Regions from separate parts of the Macaca mulatta genome. Here region 1 is linked to region 2. The links are chromatin contacts, called in public Hi-C maps. All regions are on one chromosome and are shown on one strand. The core of a region is the stretch at or near the end of the contact, and the rest is flanking DNA. Distances in the headings are between cores, read along the strand shown.

Region 1 (6,644 bases), core at 3,967-6,466, 440 kb before region 2:
TGCTGTATGGAAAATTTAATGAGTATCAATCTAGTGTTAGGCAGTAGGGAATTCTTATGAATATGGTGGGTTCTCTGTTTTAAGAAATTTATAGTTTTATTACAGGGATAGACATGAAGAGGGGTCTTTTCAATACAGTGAGGAGTATATGGAGTGTAATAGAACAACCCTGTCCAATGGAACTTTCTGCCATGACGAAAAAATACTCTATGTCTGTGCTGTCCAACAGATAGCTGCCAGCCACATGTGGCTATGGAGCACTGAGGCATGGCTAGTGTGACTGGGGAGATGAATTTTTAATTTAATTTAATCTTAATTTGTTTAAATTTAAATTGAGTTAGTGCGGCTAGTGGCTATCCTATTGACCAGTGTAGCTACAGAAGAACAAGTGACAGGCAGGAACTAGCTGGGGGTTTCAGAGAAAGCTCCCTGGATAACAGGATAGTATTCAGTTAGCCAGTTTGATACAAAAGAGCAAGAGTTTAAAACAGATTATTTTAAAAATGAACTTGGACATATATTTGGCCTTTAAGCAAAAAAGTTATTGGGGTTGAAAATCTGCATTAGTTCAGATTGAATACGCTGTTCCTTCTCTTTAAGGGTATTTGAAGTGAAGCTTCCTAAATCAGAAGGCCAGAATAGAATAAACTGCTGCTTGAAGCAGATTCTCCTAGAGTTTTCCATGAACACAGATTCCCTAAAAGCAAAACTGCAGACAATTTTATCCAGAAGACTGGGGAGGAGTGAACAGTTGTGTTGGCACATGTACAATTGGGAGATGGTTTTGTGTCTTGCTTCTCTGTGTAATTAGGCTTTGTCTTACCTCACTTTTCGGGTTTGCACGCCCTCTCCACAGTTCTCCCGCATATTCACAAAAGTCACCTTGCAGATGCTCCAGGGCTCTGTGACCCATAGGTACTGATTGCAGTCACTGTGGCATGGGACAACCTCATACACCTGAAACACACATGGCTCTCAGCAATCTCAGGGAATCTGGTAAGAGTGAGCAAGAAGACTTCCACACCATAACAACAATCATTCCACTGTTAAGCTACTTCCTTTCCCCTCCTTTATGGCTTATTATTCTAACATTGCAATAGAGAGAACTCAAGAGTTCTAGCAGTAAAGGATAGGGCTAACCATGTTGTATTCTGTTGCTCTGCTATTACGCTGCAGGTGTGAATCCGATCAACTGGATCACATTAGAAAGGTTACATATTTTCCTGTGCTGACCCTTAACACACTGTATTGTAACTTTCTGGACCATCTGTGTAATTTACAGTTTCGTGTGACTTCAATACTAGCCCAGGGTGCTCACATGTTAGGTACTCAACAGGGATTTGCAGAATGATTGAATGAACAATGAATTGATGAATTAAATATGTATAAAACATAGCTGTTTTCCAAATAAATACAATTTGACCTATTTTCCAGATAAGTATAAATCATGATGAGAATTTACATTTTTGGTGTGTATCATATGGGAAACTAAATTAAAAAGATAAACAATATGAAATAAAGCCATCTTAAAATGAATCCTCAATCATTTAAGGATTGGAAGCAGAGTCTGATATTGGTCTACAACCCCAAGCAGCGAGGGCCACATGAAACAAAGCAATTTGTCTCTGCTCCAGGGTCCATAAAGCCTTTCAGTCCCACATTTGGGGTGGTGTGCTTGGTTTCAGGGTTTTTAGTACAATGAACCAATTATGTTCTTTTTTCAATGAGAAGAATGACTAAATAAAGGAAATAAATGACACTTAATCCACTGCAACCAAGCTGACTCAGGCATTAAATACAATTCTTTGAAAGTATTTTTCTAATCTATGATAGTACAACTCTATTCCTTATTTTATACACACACACACACTTCTTGAAGAGACAGAGAGAGAGAGAGAGAGAAGAGAGAAACTATAGATTTTTACGGGATGAATTCTAGAAAAGATAGACTTAAATAGCCCTTTGGAGCCATTCTTTTGTGCCAATTTTAGTGCACTAAAAACCTAAGTAAAATGAATAAAGTGGACCTGTCTCAAAGAAGAATGAAAAATGCACTGTTGGAGTCAAATTCTGCAATGATTGCCATAAGTGATTACATTCACATTTAGGTGCTGTATTAAAATAGAACTAAATAGCACAGGATAAAACATTACCCTACAACTCATGGTGAAAAGAAAAACCGAAGGAGAAATGCTGTTCTTCCTAATCCTTTGATGGCTTTTATTTTAATCGCCTGTATTGAAGGGAATACCGATCAGTTCAGAACAATCTCCAACCCACCCATTTTCAGTCCACTTGCACTTTTTCCTTCTCCCTCTGAAAAGCACAAGACCATTAATAACGGGTGTCACTGCCTATCAAGATTAGCGAAGTGAAACTTGTTCTTCCCAACTCTTGTTCACCTCAGTCCTTAATATTACAATGAGGGATATGAAATACAGGAACACAGGTAACTATGATATAAAAGAAAAAGAAAACAGCTAGAGAAAAAATTCTTTAATGGAAAATGTGATATTTTCTCCCTGTAAAACATAAAAGACAAGGCAAGAAGAGAAATGTGTTCTCAGAAACCAGGAAATTTTAGAAAAGAAGCATTCTATTAAGAACCATGAGTTTTAAGAGTTCTTACCTGTGCCTGGAGTGGTGTTCAACAGGAATGATGAAAAAGGAAACAAGATAAAACGTCAGTATGCTATGAGAAGAACTCGTGGTAAGTTTCAAGTATTATTACTTAAATGTAAAAACCTACTTTTTTGGTAAAATACTAGAACATTTTTCTTAGGTCATAGGAGATAATACACAACTACTTATTATTGTTGAAAAGTAAGACACACAAATGAGTATTGTAAATAGCAGAGCCAATGAAAAAATTAGATGGGCAGGATGGAGCAATCTTGGAAAACGGAGTTGACCTCAAAATACATAGCATGGGAAATTGATATATAATGCAAATAACTTGTGATCCAACTTGTCAATGGACTATTGTCTATCAGTATATTTGTAGCTTGATCTAGCCATTGATTTACCTTAATTAGTTCAGCTGTTTTGTAGAAAATGAGGATTTGAGTACTTCCTTCCTCAGCTAGAAAAATAGAAACTCAGAGACCGTTTTCAAGCCAACGGGCTTCTGATTATTTTACTGAGGAATGTATAATCGTAGTAAACACCTATGTGATTTAAAATTTTCAACATTAACACGAATCTTTACATTTTTATTTTCCCTAAACATCTCACTAATACACAAATTCATATAAGTTTCTATTTTTATGCAGAACATTTATGCTCAAATGTTCAAAAATGTATTATTTGTTTTTGCTTTGATTTTTCGGTTGTTAATGTCTCAATAAGCCTTCAGTCAACTGATACCAAGTCACAATACCCCTGTCAAACTGCATCAGAATATATTAGAGTTGGAAAGTGACAAATGGTTTAGGCTAAACACTAGTAATAGCAAAGACAACTTGGCCTGAGGTTTTGAACCTTTTGAAATTCACACTTAAGGAAAATCTGAGGCAAACACAGATTTTAATTGCATATCTGACTGGGTGCACACATACATGCTAAAGTGAAATAGGTATGAGTACGTGTAGAATTTCTCTTTTTAGGATTGTGAATCATACATAATTTATCAAAATTTAAATTTGCTACTGAAAATTCAAGGTTTCAAAATGTGTAGAGAGATATTCTTTTGTATTATAAACATTTTAGTTCAGTTATTCTGTTTTACAGTTATATAATTATAGTTGCTGAACTGAATTTTCTTCTTTGGAAATTTCCTTAGCATCTTAGAAACGCAAAATGCTCTGTGACAGGGAAGCTAAACTACCAGTAGATGGCAGCAAGGGAGTGTGTTATTTACCCTCCATTGCACCTAAAGATAAAATCAGCAACTTCACTTGGGGAACAATCAAGACTCTTTAGAGTACTTATTATAGAATTTAATTCTTCACGATCTTCATCTTAATTTACTTAATTCCAAAGGTCTTTCTGTTTTCTCTACAATGTACTTTTATTATGAACAAAGTTATGTCAATCTGGGAAGTAAAGTATGTATACAGGTAAGCAGTGTGTTTAGAGATTAAAATGAGTCTATATATGTGTGAAACAGTTCTACATATTTAAGGACTTGATTATTTGGTTGTGATTTAAATTCAAATACACAACTTAACACCCACACATAATATATGAAATTATTCTTTGTTAATTCACCTGTAGGCCAAACATGGTAATAATTGTCGGATTAGGGTACATTTCATTTAAATTAGTCACAATTCCTCCATTAGGCTTTTTTCTTTTTATTTCTAATAGAACAGAATAACAACTATTAACAGCAGGTAAGAAAGAATGCATCAAAAGTCAGAGTTCCAAATAAAACTGAAAATGGTCAATCAGTAAATTGATAATATACTTATAGTGACTTTGAGGCCATCTTTGTAGTTGTTTTCTCAATTTGTTTTATATCAAAAACATTTAAACAAACAGTATATATTTTTCCTAATTTTAGATCCAAATCCATATTATTTCTTTGATTTTAATTTAAGTAGTTGGTAATTGAGATGTCTTTTCTGACAGTCTGGGGAAACTATAAGAATGAGATAATCTCAGCCTACATGTTAGATACAATCTTATGACAGATTAAATACCTTGACATTATTTCAAAGATAGGTGTCATTTTTCTCTCCATTGAATTATATACATATTCATATACTTGCAAGGTATGGAATCTCCAGAGAATACAGAGATAATATGTCTAATTTGAAATTTTAATAACATATGTGTATTTATTCAGGCATTCTAATGGTAAAAATGGGTCAATTTTTTATTCAATAGCTATTATTTACTGTTCTCCATTTTGGAGAAAAAAATCAGATCATTGTGAATCTCAACAATATCTTAACACTGTCAATGATAGAAAATACCTGGTTGACATGGTCCAGTTTGGGGCAAGGCCTTCCTCCATTATATGGTTTTTCACGCAGCCATTTAGAACGAACCTTCACACCACTTCCACAGGACTTGCTGCAGCGCGACCAGTTGGACCACTCACTGAGCTTGCAGTCTGAGGGGCAGGGGATGATGCAGGCCTCTTCAATGTAACCTGAGTGAAGGAAAATGAGATAAGAGTCATCTCCTCCACCTGTCACTCTCCCACTACCACCCACTATTCTAGCTCATTTAGAAGGTCCAAGACTGACTTGACAGCAGCATGCAAATGCAGAGGTGTCTCCGTTGTTAGGGACTTAAATTAAATTCTGCAGGAAAATGTCACATATATACAGTGACTCTGTTAAAATAACAGTTGAGCAGCTGCCATGTGGTCTGCTTAGGATTCATGCTCACCATATTTCAACATTTCTGACTGACAGCTCGTGTTTAATTGACAATAACCTGTCTGCTGCCATATCATTCTCATGCTGACAGAATGACACATTAAAAAATTATAACAGTTTTCTGTAAAACCCTATCTGTTAATGTCACACAAGTTCAGGGTTCTGAGTCCATGCAACATTCTTTCTTAAGAAATCCCAGTCCCTTTCACTCAGTACCCAAAAGGAACCATTTAACTTAGCATCTTGTTTTTCTCCTCCTTTGAAAATAAAGTCTGAAGAAAAATGAAGGCTGTTAAGTAATGTCTCATATTTTACATGCTGTCCCTTTCAAGGCACCTTCATATCTTATATCCATTTGATTCTCTTGAAAATCTTATGTATGAATTGTGCAAGTATTGATATTCTAACTGGCAGATAAGAAAACAAATGCAGAGTGATGACTGACTGAGTCCAAGGTTACACAGTAAGGGATGGGGAAAAGTTTTCTGAGGTCTGATCCAGTACTCATTCCGTCAAATCACCCAACCAATTCAATTAATAGTGCACAGATTTGTTTTGGGAAATGGGAGTATTCTATCTTTGAATAGTTCTTAACTGCAAACTTGCCATTTCACAATACAAATTAAACACTATTATTCTCAAGGCAAACATGTGAAAACAGCAAAATTCCTCTAGTCAAGAATGAAATACACGATTGTCCTCTATAATAGTCTGAATGTGGAGGGAGGGTGTTCTTGGTACAGGAAAACACTCTGCCTTACCATTTTATCTCAACAGCAGAGATTCGATTTTGACAATGATTATAATGTAAACAGTTGACACTAGGCAACTCTAGGTAGATTTTTAAAAATTTATGGAGATATAATTCATATTCCATAAAAATAATCTCATGTTTTGGTTTTCAGTATGTTTGCTGAGTTGTGCAACCATCACCACCATCTAATTTTAGAATATCTGTTTTACTCCAAAAATAAACCCTATGGTTACTGGCAGCCACTTCCTATTTTCCCCTTCTTCATCCCCTGCCAACCATAAATCTGCTTTCTATCTCTATGAATTTGCCTAATCTAGACATTTTGTATAAATGAAATAAAACATTACGTGATCTTATTTCTATTTTGTTTTAGAGATGATGTCTCACTCTGTCACCCAGGCTGGAGTGCAGTGGTGTCATCATAGCTTACAGCAGCCTTGACCTCCTGCACTCAAGAGATCCTCCTACATCAGCCTCTTAAGTAGCTGAGCTGGGACTAAGGGTGCTCACCATCATGCCAGGCGGATTTTCATATTTTTTAATAGAGATGAGGTATTACT
Region 2 (5,719 bases), core at 1,334-3,833:
CATCACTTTAATTCAATAATCTCACCATTAATCTGATTCTCTATAATCCTCTTTACCAAGACCAAGCTTACCCTATTGGAATAGACATTTTGGAGTATCTCACCTCTTTTCTCTTCCAATTCCCTTCTTCCCTGTTTATTTTCATCAAGTGATACACACATAGTGATTCTGTAACCTCTAAATTTTCATTTATGGTATATCCTTTTTCTTTAAATATTCTCTAGTTCTGAGAACTACTTTCAACTCCATTACAAACATATTAAAGTCTCCTTTCCCTCTGATAAAAAATAATAAAGAAGTCATTATTTTGCTTTCTAATTGAATGAACTATTTTTTAAGGTGTCATCACATGTACATGCAGTTGAGAAAACTAAGGGTCAAAAGTTAGGTGAACTGCCAAAATTCCTATAGCTGGCAAGAGCTGGGACTGGCACTGGAATCAAGGTCTCCATACCATTGTTTCTGAGAGCTTCCCACTATTTTAAGCTGTTTATTGGCTTGTGTTCCTTCCGTGACATTTATGATGACATATATTAACACCTCAGATGCTGTACAGTGAATGTTGGCTGGACTGTTTTCCATCTGAATTATTGCTTGGCTCTTGTTACTTTGCTAGTATAAATTTCAACTAGGCAAGTACTAGTTTATCTTACACTGACTTACCTAAGAAGCTCTTCCCAAGCATCCATATGATACCATTTAACGGTAAATTATAATTTGATTAATGTTTGTCATTATGAATGTGTTTTTAACAGGTAAAACCCTAGCTTAGGCTAAATTAGAGATCTTCAACTCTTTGTTTCAAATTGAAATAAATTAGTTTTATTTTATTTGAATTCATTACTCAATGGATCTGCAAACTTAAGATGTTAGCGAGAATAATCTTGCTTTTAAAAATGTGTAAGTGTTTCATGTAATATTCTAAGACAAATTGTGTACTTTGACTTTAAATACGTTTCTGTTTAATCTCCCTACTAAATGTCTAGATAGCTGCAACTTCTTTAAAAATTTCAGATATCGATATTGATGCAATCGTAGAATAAATTGAGCTGTCTCTTCAGCAGTGGTACAGAGATGGGTTGAAGCAGGAAGAGACCCACTCCCTGAAACTTGTTTGCAACCCCATGACGAACACATACTTTCCCTTTCAACTACAACATTCTCTTAATGTTTGGCATGACCGAGTTATTCTTAAATTACCCCTAGCTCTAAGCAACGGGGATAATCTTTTCCCACTTTATTCCTACGAACATGTGAAGTTTTAGGTCCGCTAAAGAATTCTCAATGTTTTTTTAATGGACAGAGAAAGTGAGCCCGCAGAAAAGGGGTTAGTAATGCTTCACTTCGCATTGTTTTCCTGCCTGTCACGGCCCCCGCCAGAACCTCCAAGCACTTTGCCAGGGGGTACTGATGGGCAGTTAGTAGCTGCTATTGTTGGGTGGTTGAAAAACAAAGCAAAATAATTCTCAAGGAAGGAAGGGAAAGTTTGAATCCAGACATCCTCAAAGTTGTACACTTTAAAAATCCTGCGATTCGCTAGTTAAGAATTGAGTTTTCAGTCTTTCCGGAAGGCTCACTGGAGCCCCATTCGCCTTTAATTGTTGGAACCGCCCTCACTTGGCTTGTTTCTGGGTGTCCCACATAACACAAAGCTAAAGTTAACAAATTCAACTCTATATCCACAAATGTCATGACAGCGAGCATATTGCTTGCCTAAACAATAAAGACCGAGGCTAAACTCTTTGCTTGTTCTTTGCTAGAAATGTGTTTAAGAAACTCCTAGTAGAATGAAAATCCAGAGGTTAAAAATATTGCACTTCATTATGGAAGTGCAGCGTTGCCCTCATTATGGAGCTGCGAGAGAAATATTCCAGCTACTCACTGTTGCCTCTTAGTTGTCATGCTTTTCTTTCCTAATTGCATCGGACATGACCTATTTGCTTCCTAAGAAATCATACTTTTTACCTTAGGATCCCAGCATAACCGAGCCATCCAAAAGCACCGGGGTCCCTACGGAAGCCCATCAGCTCCTTAATGTGCCCCCAGATGTGAAGATGGGGAAAGGGTAACTCCGTCCCACTTACCAGTTTTCCACAGATAGAGGGTGGGCACCTCCGCCTCGCCCTGTGCCGCAGCCCTGCCGGCGGCACCCGGGAGCAGCAGCAGCAGGAGCAGCAGCAGCGGCAGCAGCTGCAGGACGCCCCGGCGCGGCCCCGCAGCGCCCGGGCTCCCGGACGCCCAGCGCCTGGCTTGCAGCCCCATGCCGCCCGCAGCCACTCCAGGGTCCAGAGCCGTAGCGCGCTCGGCAGGGAATTTTTCTCCGCTCTTGGAACGTCTTCCCAAAGAGTACAGAAAGCAAAGCTCTTTCCTGCTATTGTTCGCTTCAGATGAGAAGGAGGGAGAGTGCGTCTAACACCAGGGAACAATAGCGTCCGCGGTGGTGGCCGTGGCCGCCGCCGCCGCCGCCGCCTCTGGCGGGGATGCTGCTGCCGCTGCCATTCCGCGCAGAATGGCAGGTCCTGGCGGCTCCGGAGGCAACTGTCCTCAGGGGGCCCCAGCTGACTGAGCAGGTCTGCTAGGTCTGGGAGGCAGCGCAGCCCCCGCCAGCTGGAAGGGGAGGAGGGGGGCGTGAGCCCAAAGGAGCAGAGGGGGCTGGAGGCAGAGGGAGGCGAGAGCGCTAGGGCGAGAAAGGGAGCGAGCAAAGGGGAGAGGGGCCAGCCAGGCGACACCCAGTTCCGACATACCCGCCTAAAGAACTCCTGTGCACATGGTGCGATGAAATATGTTTGGAAGGATGCACCAATAAAAAGAATCATCACCCGGCAGATTTCAGAATGACAAATAACAGGCATTGATATTCACTGTCATCCAAGGAGTCAAACGCTAGATCTAGTGGCATGTTATTCTTAGTACGTATTTACACAAAGCATCAGTGTTTATTATCTATTTTTAAGCCATGGCTTCTGAATTACTTTGTGTGGGGAGCAGTATTTGAGATCAGATGTAAAAACACGAGAGCAGAAATGTTTACTTGTAAAAATGTACTTAAACACTTCTTTAAATGTTGTTTTCAACTTAATCTACTCTCAATAAAAATATGAGCAATACTGATGCTCTGTGACAAATTAAATTGTCTTTTAATAACCTTTAAAACTGAATTAGTATTTAATGAGTATTTCCAGTGCTACCTAATTACATAAATACAATTGTACAAAAAAAAACCCTTAAAATTAAAATTATATTTCAGGTATAGAGTTCTGTCCCTTCATCTACTTCTTTCTCTCAAAAATATGCTACTTCTAAGTATTCAGATAGTTATGAGTCAAATTAAAGGTCAAACTGAGTCAGTCATGCTGTCTGGATATCTTGGAATTAGTAAATTCTTCATTTAAAATTTCCCTGACACCAATTTACCTTAACTCTTACTGTAGCAAAATGCCTGTCACCATCTAAATAAAGAACCACATGTGTTTGCATATTTTGTCCTTTGTGTTTCCACTTTCTTCTACCAGTAGTAATAGAAGAACGTGTGTGAAGTCAGATAATGCTTTATCCTTTCTCATTCTCCCTTTAGCCAATAATAATATCTTTTATTATTAATTCATTTCATAGTAAAGCTAAAATAGTAGGCATTTAACCATTAAAATTTCAGCACATGGAAAGCCAAAGAAAACTATTATCCCATCAGCAATTTTCAGGCAAATAAAATAAAATTTTAAAAGCAGGAAAACTACTTTTTATGAATTTACTCCAACACAGCTACCCAAGAGTTTAAAATGAGGAAGCTACTGTTTCTGAAAGAGGAAACCTTCCATAAGGCTCTCCTGGGACCCTTGTCATTTTGCAGAGCCTTCCAGACACAGCCCTTCTGCATGCATTAGATTAAAAACAGGTTTGATCAAATAATTCCCAGGTCCTGCCTGTTTAAGTATTCTGACATCAGAGGAAATTAGCTACGTTGAAGGTTGCAAATTTGGTCTTTGTTTACTTTCCACTCTGTTAGGCCTCTAAGAAGGAATTAAAAGCTCAGAGAGCCCTAGCTCTGTGAGTCTGTGATTAGGAGAGATAAGCTAGTGTGGCTTACTATTTCTTCACTGGTGGAAAACAGGCAACAATCAAAAGATTATAGGTTGATAAGGAATAAAAAGGAAGCCTGATCCTAACTAATGTACGGTTCCCTGAAGGATCACTTCTTTTAGCAGTTAAACCGCAGAAGAAAAAGGGACCTGCTATTGCTTCCCGGGTTCTGTCGTTTCAGGAAAATTTCCTTGTCCACTCCACAAGGAATCATTTTCCCATCGTTTCTGCTTGTATTTTTCAGCTATTGTTAGTGCCCTAAACCTTGAAATCCTCTAACTCTGGCACAGGAAGGATTTCAAACTAGACATACTCTGCTAACAGCAGCCCATTCTACGCATTCGTGGGAAGCGCCAGTCAATTCACCAAGTGGGAATTCATTATGTAACAGAGGACAGAGAATCTGAGGAATTAAGTTAATGTGCAAGGTAATTACCTAGCCCTTCAAAAAGCCATCCCACACTATACTTAATAGCTTATTGTCAAAAGAAATTTTAAGATTCTGATCTTTATATTTACCCATGGTGGTATAATAATAACTCAACTTGTCAAGAGTGTAAACATCATAGCTACAAATTCAAGCATTATACAGGGTCAATTTCTAGGTTCAAATTTACTGCCATTTACGATACACAATTATGGTGATATGTTCTGCAGTAGGGTTTCAAAATAGCCAACAATTGGTTTCCTTTTTTCAATTTCAATGTACACAAGGCCTAGGAGTTACACACGCACAAGCACATACACAAACACACACAATTATCAGCAAAGACATCTCTGAGCAAGGTTAGAGAATCCAAGTCATATAAACATTTGTCTCCACACCTGCCACACATTTGTTCATAACAATGTCATTATTGCACTTGAGGACAAAAATGTATGGGTCTCTGAGGAGACAAAAGTGATGTATGTATTCTGATACATGTTCCTTTGTGAAAGGTATAGTGTCTAGGTAGATAAATCCTATCAATAAAACTGATAGATGGCAAGAGATAGCAAAACATAGTAATATTTGTTTCCTAGAATATGACATAAATAATAATACATAAATGTTTAATGACGTGATGTCAAAATTTAGTCATGAGAAGTCTCAAGGATGCAGATTAACTTGACCATCTGTACAGCCTGCCATGAAGTAAATCGTTCATCATTTTTCATGGAGAACTGTTCAAATATTAATGAGCCAGTGCGATAAAAGTTTTCCAAACCAATGAATGACAAATGCAAAGCATTTTTTAATATTTAGAAATGAAAAAATTCTAAACTTATCACCTCGCATGTGATAAGTGTCTTTATTCTGCCTATATTAATTTTGCTATCATTTCTAAACTCCAGAGGTAAGGATGTGAACATACCTATATATATCTATTTTCTCTTTTATTAGAACATAAGCATATAAATATATATTACAACCCATGAGATTGATGACAATGACTTTTAATCATTAGTACCAGCATTTTAAAACAATTAGGAAATTTTCAGTTTCTTGATGGAAAGGGAAACAACTTTTAACATCATCAGTTTTATAATTATAATAAAAAGTGAAGAAATATAGTTATTTATTGATAGTATTACATATGAAATTATCTAAAGATGTCCATTTTGAAATAAAACCTTAAAAATAATTCTCCACATAAATACA

The links. A called contact is a pair of places that touch in the nucleus more often than the background predicts.
Region 1: a Hi-C map of fetal cortical plate shows a contact between it and region 2, with 4 times the contacts expected there. The contact joins the enhancer-like site here to the promoter of THSD7A in region 2. A contact is called at or near these places in 2 of 14 Hi-C or Micro-C datasets (fetal cortex germinal zone and fetal cortical plate).

Annotation. Positions count from the first base shown.
Region 1 is chr3:117,005,798-117,012,441 of T2T-MMU8v2.0, reverse strand. It overlaps THSD7A (thrombospondin type 1 domain containing 7A), which reads right to left. Exons shown (of 28, transcript XM_015134011.3): 14 at 4,920-5,098; 15 at 2,630-2,635; 16 at 824-957. Among named protein-coding and RNA genes, the nearest start is that of THSD7A, 440 kb to the right of the region's middle. Within about 2 kb of position 5,216, at least 3 of the 40 cell types and tissues checked have an H3K27ac peak or open chromatin away from gene starts, as enhancers often do. A contact at or near this core is called in fetal cortical plate, where this site is marked.
Region 2 is chr3:116,565,064-116,570,782 of T2T-MMU8v2.0, reverse strand. It overlaps THSD7A (thrombospondin type 1 domain containing 7A), which reads right to left and starts at 2,583. Exons shown (of 28, transcript XM_015134011.3): 1 at 2,085-2,583. The coding sequence starts at 2,262.